Regions from separate parts of the Solanum lycopersicum genome. Here region 1 is linked to region 2. Evidence: chromatin contacts called from public promoter capture Hi-C data. All regions are on one chromosome and are shown on one strand. Each heading gives the region's core, a stretch centred on a gene start, on an enhancer-like site or on the middle of the called end of the contact. The rest is flanking DNA. Distances are from core to core; before and after follow the strand shown. Region 1 holds the start of LOC101262983 (probable protein S-acyltransferase 7). Region 2 holds the start of LOC101250102 (protein NRT1/ PTR FAMILY 6.1).

Region 1 (6,001 bases), core at 1,412-3,911, 410 kb after region 2:
TGGAGGATGGGCATTTCGTGGAACAATTCCAGGATTTGTTCCAGATGTTAGCAAGAGAAGAACTACAATCTGCAAGAGTTTCAATCAATACATTAGACATTACCTATTAAGATCCCCCATCGACCATGAAGCAACTTTAAGCACACACCAATCCAAATAGAGAGAGTGAAAAATATACAAAGATCGCCTCTTGGTGGATGCTCATGCATCAAACCATGCGTCATTTTTGCATACTTATAGTTTATACATATTCATAAAATAAAGAACATGGTATGCTAAATAAGATAAGTAGTAATTCTTAGAGCAAACAAACTGCATGAGCAGAAGAAAATGCCTACATCTAAGGGAAAAGCATGGCACATACTAAAAATGCTGATTACCGGATGGCTTGCATGAATTATAACTAAATTTTTGACAGAAAGGGGATATGATATTTTACTGTCTTTTTTATATAATAGAGCCAGTGATAAAGTAGCTGCCACACTTGGCATAGTTATAATAACCTAGTTTGATCCAATTTATGTCTGCGAGTGAATGGCATTGTCACCAAACGGGATGTATTCGTTTTTCACCTGATTCATTTATTATCTTGCATCCTAACATTGATGGACTAAAAGTAACAGCAGATAAAGATGGATTGGAAACAGATAAAGCAGTAACAGTCAAATAAAAGAAGAAGAAAACTCACAAAGACTGAGAAGAGAAGAGATATGGCCATAATAAGATAGCCAAATCGGTGGGGAAATGCATTGATGAGTTCTCTCGAAACAAAAGCACAAAACAATGCTACTGGAAATAGGATCAAGAACAACGTAAGAAACAGTGCTCTAATATCTGGACCAAAAACAAGTCTGCCTCCAAGGTAGAATCTCTGCAAAGATATAAAAGACTATAATGAGATAGTAGGGACTATAATGATTTCTTTCACCAGCTTCAGTTTACAAATAATATAGTAAAATTGGAAAAACAGTTCAAACAGTGACAGGCTATTTCCGCAGCCTTTACTTTTCACTTCTGTTGCCTATTCTACACTAAAGTAAAGTTTCATCATAATTCGCTGCCTAAAAATAGCTAGCTCAAGTCCCACTAAACGAGCAGGGTTGCGATAGGTTAACAACCATGTAAAGATTGCCAAACCGTGATGAATAGCTAGCTCAAGTCCCATTGATATTTTTTTGTGGAATACTTGGAGTTCAATTTATCTTTTTCTGACGGTGGCATTCCTTTACTATTACATTGGGTAGCTGCTACCTCCCACCAAGCATTAGTATTGAGTAACTCTACCCACCAAGACTTAGGTAGACGGGAAGAAGCCACGGTTAAATTTATAATGTTTGGAGAAAACACTTAATGCAAAAGGATGATAATTGAACAACGTGGTTCTTGCAAACCAAAATATATATAAATTCAGGAGAAACACAAAGAAAAAGATCAGCAGTACATTTCTTCCTTGCCAAACTTGATAAAGTCGCAATTGTGAGCCATTAGTGTTGTCAATTCTCTCTTTGGAATCACATCGGGTGCTAGTAGAAGACGGGGGAGGTGAATACATTTTCCTTGGCAAGCTGACGGAGATCTCACGGATCTCCAATCAATTACAAATTCAAGCATCTGTGTCTTTATCCAATCTTTATAGCTACAGTGATGAAAGCTTGAACCTCAATCAACAATCTTGCCATGGAACACATAAATCAATAAAATGACAAAAGGCCTTTTCGTGATCGATAGAACAAGTCTTTATAAATACCCCAATTGAGAATTTTGGGAAATAAACACAATCCCCAACAATCTTACAATGCACAGAAAAGCAAACAAACCCCAAATATGCCCAATTTGGAAATTTAGAGACACAGCAAATCCTTTTTCTTCTCGTAAAATTCTGTCTTTTGCACCTAAATGGATACTTTTGTGAAATAAACACAATTTCCAACAATTTGGGAATTTAGGGACTTGTGTAAAATGCTATTAATACAACAAACCTAATACCCAAATCGAGAATTTTCCAAATGTAACACAATTCCAACAATATTCCAATGAACAAACAACAAATTTGTTTTTATGTGAAATAAAATAGTAGTAATAGGTATGGTTTTTGTTGGATGAAAATATAGGTTCGGGCTCTCTCCTCCTTCTATAACTGGAAAATATTGGTATGATATGTTAATGTTTGTAAGAATTGAAAGTGTGAAGCTGAAGGAGAGAGAGGCGAGAGAAAGGAAGAAAAGCAAAATCCATTAGAAGCTAATTTTGCAATTATGAGAATTAAGCAATACCGTTCACCTCAATTCTCTGAATTTACTCTCAACCGCTCCCTATATATTTTGATTTTTGACCCTTTATTTGTTTATCTACTGAGTTGGAGTGAGCTTGGTCCAATCTCTCTCCCCGGTGGTTACATCCGCCATCACCGCTAATTTTCCGGCGTCTCTCCCCGTTGGGTCCATCCAGCCACATCGCTCCTTTCCCGGCGTCCATCTCCGGTGGTTCCACACTACACTAATAAAAGTCAAATGAAGGGAAAAAAAGGGAAACTAATAAAAATGATTTCGATTTAGGTTAAACATCTTCAATTTATCTCTATTTTAGTCTCCATTTCTATGTTTAGTTCTCCAATTCACTGAACATGTCAATAGGGATTATGGATTACCCATTCATTCGAGCTAACTCATATATGGTTTGACACTTACATGATCAAATTAATTAATTTTTATTGTGGGTCTAAAATGTAATTGAACCAACTTACAAATATGTGGAATAGAGACTTGCCGGATCAATTTATTTTAAAATTTATATATTTTTAATTATTAAATTAAATTATAAAATATAAATTTAAAAAATTATCATAAATATTGACAAATAATATTATATTATATTAATATTATTATTTGTTAATCAAATTCACGAATAAAATTATTTTTATAATATTTATTAAGTTTTTTTTAAAAATAAAAATATAAATATCTATAAAGAAATATTAACCTAAGGGGCCGTTTGGTTACAGTATAACTTACTTTTTATTCATGTATTAAACAATGTACTAAGTTATACTATGTTTGGTAGAAATTTTTGTTTAGGTAGAAAAATCAACATAACTTATACCATGTTTGATTGCATTTTTGTAGTCCTATATAATTAATACCAACATAGCTTATGAGGGAATATCTATGTATAAAAGTTATGCAAAGTAGAAGGTCGAATAAGTTATGTGAATATTAGTTATACTATGTATTAAAGTGATAACTTACCTATTTATCCTATTAATTAGTTTTATTATTTTTAATCAGAAACTTTATTATTTTCATATATATAAGTTTGTTGTTTTTATTGTTGGGAAAGACAAGACACTAACAAAGAATGTCTGACAGGATAACAACGGAAGAATACCCAAGCCTATACTTTCTCTTCTCGATTTGAACCAAGAAAAGACAAACAACCACAAGCAATATGATAGTAAGGCAGCAAGTAATTCAACCAAACAAATATAACAAGGCAATAATAAACCAATCACACAAGATTTACGTGGAAAACCCTTCGATGTGAAGAGTAAAAAACCACGGGACCAAAAGCTCCACCATAATCACCAAGAGTTACAATATTGTTCTCCAAAATTGGCCACAAAACAAGTGCCAAACAACGAGAAACAACAAAATAAGATTGCACCAAATCTAGAGAATTAAAGGAGCAAAATCACCAATTTCGCAACTATTGTTCATGACAGCAAAACTGAAGCTGCAGGCCACCAAATCCAACTCTGTCAGTTTCTAATCAAAGATTGAGATGAAGATAATATGCTGTCTAAAAATCAGCTCAATCGGACAAGAAACGAAGCGGGAATCGCAATTTGAAGTTGGCTGTTAGGGCTGAATTTTGACTGCAAAAACTGCTTTCTTTCTCTTTTTTTGGCTGCTGAAAAAACTCTTTGTGTATATAAAAATAACACATAAATAGGCTTATATTTGCCTCATAAGAATGGGCCTATGGGCATAAATGGGTTGGTCCAAATTGGGCTTTTATTTATCCACATAGGAAGGGGAAAAGGCCCATAACCCAACAATTCTCCCCCTCACGACTATGTGGAGGAGACCGCCATCCTGGCGACCATGCAACAATCTTCAAACTTCCCTCTTGGCAAAGCTTTAGTCATCATATTTGAACCATTGTCATTTGTATGAATATTTTCAAGCTCAAGCAACTTAGAATCCAACACATCTCGAATCCAATGGTATCTCACATCAGTGTGTTTAGACCGACCATGGAATGTAGAATTCTTGCCAAGATGTATAGCACTTTGACTGTCACAATAAAGCACATACCTATCTTGAGCATAACCAAGTTTCCCCAAGAATCTCTTCTTCCAAAGCAATTCTTTACAAGCTTCAACGACAACAATAAACTCATCTTCTGTAGTAGATAGAGCAACACATTTTTGCAACCTAGATTGCCAAGACACAGCCCCCCTGCAAAAGTAACCAAGTACCCTGAAGTAGACTTGCGAGTATCAACATCACCAGCTATGTCTGAATCAGTATAACAACAAAGAATAGGCTTCCCTGTACCAAAACACAAACTCAGACTAGAAGTGCCACAGAGATATCTCATAACCCACTTCACAACATTCCAATGTTCTCTTCTCGAATTAGAAAGAAAACGGCTAACAACTCCAACAGCGTGAGCAATATCGGTCTTGTACAAACCATCACATACATCAAACTACCAACAGCTGAAGCATAAGGAACTTTCTTCATATCTTCCTTCTCATCATCACTAGAAGGACACTGTTTCGTGCTCAATTTGAAGTGCATAGCTAAAGGTGTACTGACAACCTTAGCTTTGTCCATGCTGAATCTGCGAAGTACTTTCTGAATGTACTTCTCTTGTGATAATACCAATTTCTTGGCCTTTCTATCACGGACAATCTGCATGCCAAGAATCTGCCTTGCTGGTCCTAAGTATTTCATAGCAAAAGACTTAATCAACTCTTGCTTCAACTTCTGAATCCTGCGAGTATATGACCAACAACAAGATTGTCATCAACATAAAGCAACACAATAATAAAGTCACCATCAGAGAACTTTTGCACAAAAACACAATGGTCTGAAGAAGTCTTCTTGAAGCCCTGCTGACTCATAAAAGAACCAAACTTCCTGTACCACTGCCCGGGAGCTTGTTTCAAACCATACAAGCTCTTCTTCAATTTGCAAACATAATTCTCTTTACCCTTGACTTCAAAACCTTCCGGTTGCTCCATATAAATTTCTTCATCTAAGTCACCATGGAGGAAAGCAGTTTTAACATCCATTTTCTTAGCCTCTAAATCTAGACTTGCAGCCAAGCCTAGAACCACACGAATGGATGACATCTTCACAACTGGAGAGAATATCATCAAAATCAACTCCCCTTTTCTGATTAAATCCCTTGACAACTAATCTAGCTTTGTACCGTGGAACTGGATTACCATCTTCATGTTTCTACCGAAAAACCTACCTGTTTTTAAAAGCTTTTGTCTTTAGGTAACTTAACCAAATCAAAGGTATGATTATCATGCAAGGATTTAATCATCTTCCATAGCATCAAACCACCTTTCTTTTTCTTCACTTTCCATGGACTCATCAAGACTCTCAGGTTCTCCCCCGTCAGTCAAGAGTACATACTCATTGGGAGAATAACGAGATGAGGGAATTCTCTCTCTACTAGATCGTCTGAGAGAACTCTCTGGAGCATCTATAATTGGTTGTTGGACAACCACATCATCTTGCACTGGAGCATCAACAACATCATGCCGATCATTCTGAACATGATCACCATCTTCATTATCAACTTGATTTTCATCATTATGAAGATTTTCTTCCGGTGCAATAGTCAAAGGAACTGGATCAACATCAACTAAGCTCTCACTACTCTGAAAATCAGCCTTGTCAGCTTTGTCAAAATCTTAACAAGTTTCTTCTCAACAGGATCATAGAAACGATAACCAAATTCATCTTGACCATAACCAATGAAG
Region 2 (6,463 bases), core at 461-2,960:
AATTGCAACAGAGGAGTAAGATCTTTACTTGAATGAAGTGATCAAACAATAGGCAAGCAAATTATTCATCGAATATAATTACCGCTAGATAAATGGTGGTAAAGATAGCAATAGTCCAGTATCTACCAAGGTAAGCGTCAGCAATGAAACCACCCAACACAGAGGAAGCCTGTGATATGCCCAAAAAATTGTTAACAGCACTGGCAGAACTAGAAAAAGGCCTGTGCATAACGTAGAACATGAACGCCACCATGTTAACAGATAGGCCAAAGTAAGCCATTCTCTCAGCCATTTCATTTCCGAAAATGAACAAGGCAGCTATCCAGCCACCTGTCTTGTTTATATCCGGAATAGGCTTCCCATGGATATTCACAGGAGTAGCTCCTCCTACTCCACCACTATAACCACGTCCAAAAGCTGTTTTCCTATCATCCGATTCAAGGAAGTAGATTCCGAGTTTCTTTGAACCCCGTTTTGGAGTAGAATTCCCTCCTAACTGAACTTCAGGCGATTTGATTTCCCTTTCTTTACTTCCCATTCTTTCAACTCTACAAGTTCCCTCCTCTTCCTACTTTCTTTATCACACACACTTCATATACACAATCGCTGAAACTGAAAAAGAGAAAGCTTGTAAGACTTATGACAAGATTTCAAAATAATTAGTTGAATAACATTCAACAACATTTCCTCCATTGCCTAGAGTCTAATGTATCTAAATCGATTAGTCCAGAACGAGTGTGACTTTAACATCATAAAAGCTTTCCTCCATTGCCTAGAGTCCGTGAGTTCAAAACGAGTGTGATGTATATAGTTAGAGCTGAAAGTAGTGAGTTCAGTTGAATCATGGGACGGTCCAAGATCCGCCTCTGAATATATACACATAGTATTATGGTAAGGATTATAATGTCAAGATTTGGAAACACTTTAGTAGAATAACATCCTACCAAGATTTCCTTCATTGCCTGGACTCCAAATTATACAAAAACGAATTCAGGATCTAGAGTCAACAAAAATATACCCAATGTAATCTCACAAGTAGAGTCGGAGGAGATACAGTGTATGCAGACCTTACACCTACCTCATAGAGATATATAGGTTGTCTCGGCTTAAAATAAAGCATTTCCGAGCAGTAACAACAATGAAATAATGTGATACGGAGAGCAGCACGCGACAGACACATAGAGGAAAGAAGAGTAATGACTACGAAATAATGTGATCTTAATCTACAGAAACATTTCAAAGTTTTCTTGTACATAACTATATAGTTCGAGGCGAAAGCAATGAGTTCACTAAAATCACAGAACCCACCTTAGATCCGCCTTAGGACCTAAAGTTTAGAAACTTCTAGACTCACAATCTTGGAATTGAGCCATAGTTCTTGTTGTTATAGAAAAATTCAAGAATGACTTTGACAACTCTAAATAGTGTCATATACAAGAAATTTTTTAACACTCAACCTACTTGAATTACCATAAGATAAAAAGATTATAACTTTGTAAGAACATTTGTATATTTTCATGATAATGGATTAAAAAACAACACCAAAATAGCATTTTTAAGTAACATACCTTAGAATTTGGATTAACAACAAAAAGTTTTGTGATGACTTTTAGTAGTCCAAATAGTAGGTGATGTATATAGTAGTAAATAAAACCAAAAAAATGTTAAGTCATCTTTTTCATGACAGATAAGAAATTAAAGTTTGTTAGGTAGATAGGAAGTAAATGTACTTCTCAATCAATTCATTTATTGAGCCTATTTTTGAAGGATTTATGGGTCAGCACACTTGCTACTTTCTACTACACTACTATCTATAATTATATTAGCATTATAAATGCAAGTCCAATAAAAATATATCCTCTTACTATATAACAACGAAGCAGACACGTATTCATCGACTCAGCAATGGCATTTTTGAAAATATTTTCTCTTAGTTCTTCTGTTCTTAATTACTTTTCATTTTTTAATTAGCACACCTATTAAGAAAATAATTAATGAAATAGTGAGTTTATCATTTTATTCTTATTAATTATGAAGTGGATGAAAATTTTTCAAAATAATTAGTTATTTAATTGAGGATATTATAGATAAAAAAATATCCTTTCTTGATTTAAAGTGTACAAGTAATTAGAAACAGAGTGAATATTATATAAGAGAGAGTTTAAGGTTGAAGCAGACATGTTTCCGTCGACATATCTTCTTTAGCAAGGACATTTTTGAAAATATTTAAAAAGTGTTTTTCTTGTTTTATTTTAGTTTAATTAGTGTATAGTTTTTGCCAAATTATTGTACCCCTTTAGTGGTATCTTTTTGCTTTAAATTCATATCTTTTAGTTATAGCTATATTATATTGAATGTCGATGATAATATTTGTGTAAATTTTAGAACTACATTGAATAAAAAATTAATGGTAAGAAAAATATTTTCATTATGAACATCCCAATGAACCTCTTCAAATTAGTTTTGCATAAAAAAAGAATGAGATAATTTACTAACACACAAATATATATCATAATTTATTTTAGGAAAAAAATATAAAATTATTTTATCAGTGTCATTTAAAACTTATCAACATTAATAATATTTATCATATATTTATTTTATACTTAATAAGATTTTTAATATTATTTAATTAACACCACTTGAAAGATAAATTTATAAACAAATATTGGATTCGTGCTTAACACAAAATTTTAGTAACTATTTAATATAATTAGGTCATGTTGTGTATACACAACATATCTTTGTTGGTATGTATAAGTGTGACCATCAAAGGATATGATATAGTGGATGATATTATTCCCTCTTAATTAGAGATTTTGGATTTGATCCTAATAGAAAAAAATTCTTGGCAAGAAACATTCTCCTCCTAGTGGGATTCCAAATATCACAAAATCAGAATTAATCAATTTTCAATGTGGATATTGAATATCAGATAAAAAAATAAAATCAAAAATTAAAAATGTGATCAGTTGAATTAGTCAGCCCCTCATGACAATTAGAAAGTATAATTACCTTTATCAATTATATTCAATTACCTGCATAACCAATCAAACATGCCAAACAGTCTAATTACACTTAACTACATTAAATCCAACTAACTTCTGAATAAGCTTTTAAAGTGTGAAAAAAAGAGTTTGACACTTTGACTAGATGACTTAAATTGAGAAGAATAAAAATTAGGACTGAAAATTAAATGAGTGGATCCATGAAGCCCCCAACCAACACATGGATCATTTATTTTGGAACCATAAAAGAAGCTTTAATGCTGTTTTTTTCTGCCAAATAATATAGGGAAATTTTTTTAAAATGTTAATATTTTAATATTTAATAGGATATTGTGTCAATAGTTTCAATATTTAGTGATAATGTCAAAATTTTATCTTATTGTGTATGTTAATTTTTTTTCAATTACTTGGTTTAATTAAAAAGAATACAAAATTTATATAACAAATAAGAGCTCTTTAGGGAAGAGAAAACTTTTAAAAAGTAACAGACGCTTAAAACTCTCAACATCGACATAACTAATACAAAAAAAAACAGAATACAAAATACATTAAATCTACGAAATACAAAAATACATACTAATTATAACATAATCAAAAATTCATATACACTTCCAAATCTATGAATACAAAATACATTAAATCTATGAAATACAAAAATACATACTAACTATATGTAACGACCTGTTTAGTCGTTTTGAGCAGCAGATTTTATTTCTGGAAAAACAGGCTGAGGCGACGGACTCCACGACGGACCGTCATGGGCACGACGGACCATCACAGGGTCTCGTTTCAAAACACTTAGAAAATCTGAAATTGGATACTGAAAATCGACTCTCTGAACTTCGTAACGGAGTGGCAGGACGGACCGTCACAGGTGTGACGGACCGTCACAGGCCATTCACCCAAAATCAAGTTTCTGAACTATGCGACGGACAGCAGGACGGACCGTCGCAGGAGCGACGGCCCGTCACAACTTGCGTAATCCCAGTTGGAGTCGGATTTCTGGTTAAGTTTTAAGGGACGTTTTTGACTATTCTTGCCTTAATTATAAAGTTCGTGGGTTTATATTAATAACTCAAATTCTTGGGGGTTAAAAGAGGTAACCTTAAGTTAATTAGTGGGGTATTATTGCCATCTTTTATTCTTAATTATATACTAATTAGGGTAAAAGAAAGAGGGTTTGAAAAAAGAAAATAGAAAGAACAAGAGAAAGAGAGAGAAAGTTGATCGAGAGAAGAGGAAAGCACCAAGCTTTGAGGATTAACTTGCTTGATTTCAATTCTTTGGTGGAGGTAGGTTATGGTTTTCATGCTTTCATAGTAAACTCTTAATAGAGAATGATATGTATTGGTAGTATTGTAAACCCTACTATATGCTTAATTGTATGTTTGCATGAATATGATTATGTGATTGTGATAAGATAAGCATGATGAAAATATTGAATCCCAAATCTTGAAAAGAAACTTTAATATACATTATTAATGATGATGCCTTGGTATAGAAGAAGGCTTGATGAATTAAAGTAATGGGATTGATGATGCCTTGGTATAGAAGAAGGCTTGATGAATTAAAGTAATGGGATTGATGATGCCTTGGTATAGAGAAGGCTTGATGATTTACAGAATGATATTAGTGGATCGGAGTGTCACGTTCCGACACATAGTATTAGTGGATCGGAGTGTCACGTTCCGACACATAGTATTAGTGGATCGGAGTGTCACGTTCCGACACATAGTATTAGTGGGACGGGTGTCACGAACCGACACGTAGAATTAGTGGATCGGAGTGCCACGTACTGACACATATAGGGGATCGGAGTGTCACGTACCGACACATATAGGGGATCGGGTGTCACGAACCGACACGTAGAATTAGGGGATCGGAGTGTCACGTACCGACACATAGTAGTAGGGGATCGGAGTGTCACGTACCGACACATATAGGGGATCGGAGTGTCACGTACCGACACATATAGGGGATCGGGTGTCACGAACCGACACGTAGAATTAGGGGATCGGAGTGTCACGTACCGACACATAGTAGTAGGGGATCGGAGTGTCACATACCGACACAAGAGGAAGAAAGATAATGAATCTTGAAAGATGATAATATATTCAATCTAATGAACTTAATTCCCAAATGAGTATGGTATTGAGGCTTGAGCCCTCATGGATGAACTGGATGGCACTTATTGATGATTATAGTACCTGTTGTTGCTACATGTTGAGTTTTATAGTTGATTTATGATATTACTTGATATATACTGTTCTCTATTTGAGTTGACCGATGATATCTACTCAGTACCCGTGGTTTGTACTGACCCCTACTTTTATGTTTTCTTCTTGTTTATTTGTGGAAGTGCAGCAAACGTTCCGTCATCTTCAACTCAGCAGTGATTCTAGCCAGTCTTCGTCATACCGGATATTCAGGGTGAGCTAATGCTTCTAGCTTGGACTGGGTCTTCTTCTTCAAGTCTTGATGCCTTAAACTTCCGGCATGGACTAGCTTCCTAAGTATTTTTAGCTTTTAGAATACTCTTAGTTTAGTCATTTGATCGTAGATGTTCTTGTGATGATGACTTCCAGATTTTGGGAATAATAGATGTTGAATTTTAGAAGTTAATGAATTGGTCTTTATTTAATGAGTTAAGTCTTCCGCATTACTTTCTGTTTATATTGAAATGTTAAGGTTTAGATTGGTTGGTTCGCTCACATAGGAGGGTAAGTGTGGGTGCCAGTCGCGGCCCGGATTTGGGTCGTGACACTATAATAGAATCATAATTTCATATACACTTCCAAATCTATGAGTACAAAATACATTAAATCTATGAAATACAAAAATACATACTAAATATAACAGAATCAAAATTCCATATTCACTTACAAATCTATTTTATAATAGTAAATAACATAATCAAACGCATAATATGTGTTATATTGACATACCTAACACAAAAAAATCAGAATACAAAATACAATAAATCTATGAAATACAAAAATGCATACTAACTATAACAGAATCAAAATTACATATACATTTTCAAAATCTATTCTATAATAGTACAAACGCATTGTAACATGTATTTATTTGAATCATAAAAGTTACTAAAACAAATTCAACTAAACATGCAAAAAATAAAAAAAACCTCTTCTCCGACAATTTGGTCTTCTTCAACTTCGTCATTATGAATTTGTGTGGGATTTTGCACACCGACAGAGTCCTTCAATTTTCACCGTCGTCTGTCCTCTATAGATTTTGAAGCGAAACCTACATTGTTGTTTATTTCTTGAGTGAAAGAAAAAGATTAAATGATGGGAAATCAGAAGAAGTTTGATTATTTTGTCCGATACCTCTAGTAACTCTCTTGAAAGAACTTTGGATATCAATCCCTAAAAGAGGTTTTAAGAACAACAACAAATCAAAAAGATTTTTAAAAACAGTAAAATTAGTAAGCA

Evidence for each region. Promoter capture Hi-C pulls out the DNA fragments that hold promoters and counts their contacts.
Region 1: a promoter capture Hi-C map of leaf shows a contact between it and region 2, with 9 times the contacts expected there. The contact joins the promoter of LOC101262983 here to the promoter of LOC101250102 in region 2. A contact is called at or near these places in 1 of 1 promoter capture datasets (leaf), 3 of 8 Hi-C or Micro-C datasets (all in leaf) and 1 of 1 datasets of contacts at active chromatin or transcription factors (leaf).

Annotation. Positions count from the first base shown.
Region 1 is chr11:33,527,287-33,533,287 of SLM_r2.1, forward strand. LOC101262983 (probable protein S-acyltransferase 7) reads right to left here and starts at 2,662. Exons shown (of 6, transcript XM_010314822.4): 1 at 1,442-2,662; 2 at 689-871; 3 at 1-69. The coding sequence starts at 1,552.
Region 2 is chr11:33,118,389-33,124,851 of SLM_r2.1, forward strand. It overlaps LOC101250102 (protein NRT1/ PTR FAMILY 6.1), which reads right to left and starts at 1,711. Exons shown (of 4, transcript XM_004253185.5): 1 at 1,569-1,711; 2 at 83-612. The coding sequence starts at 538.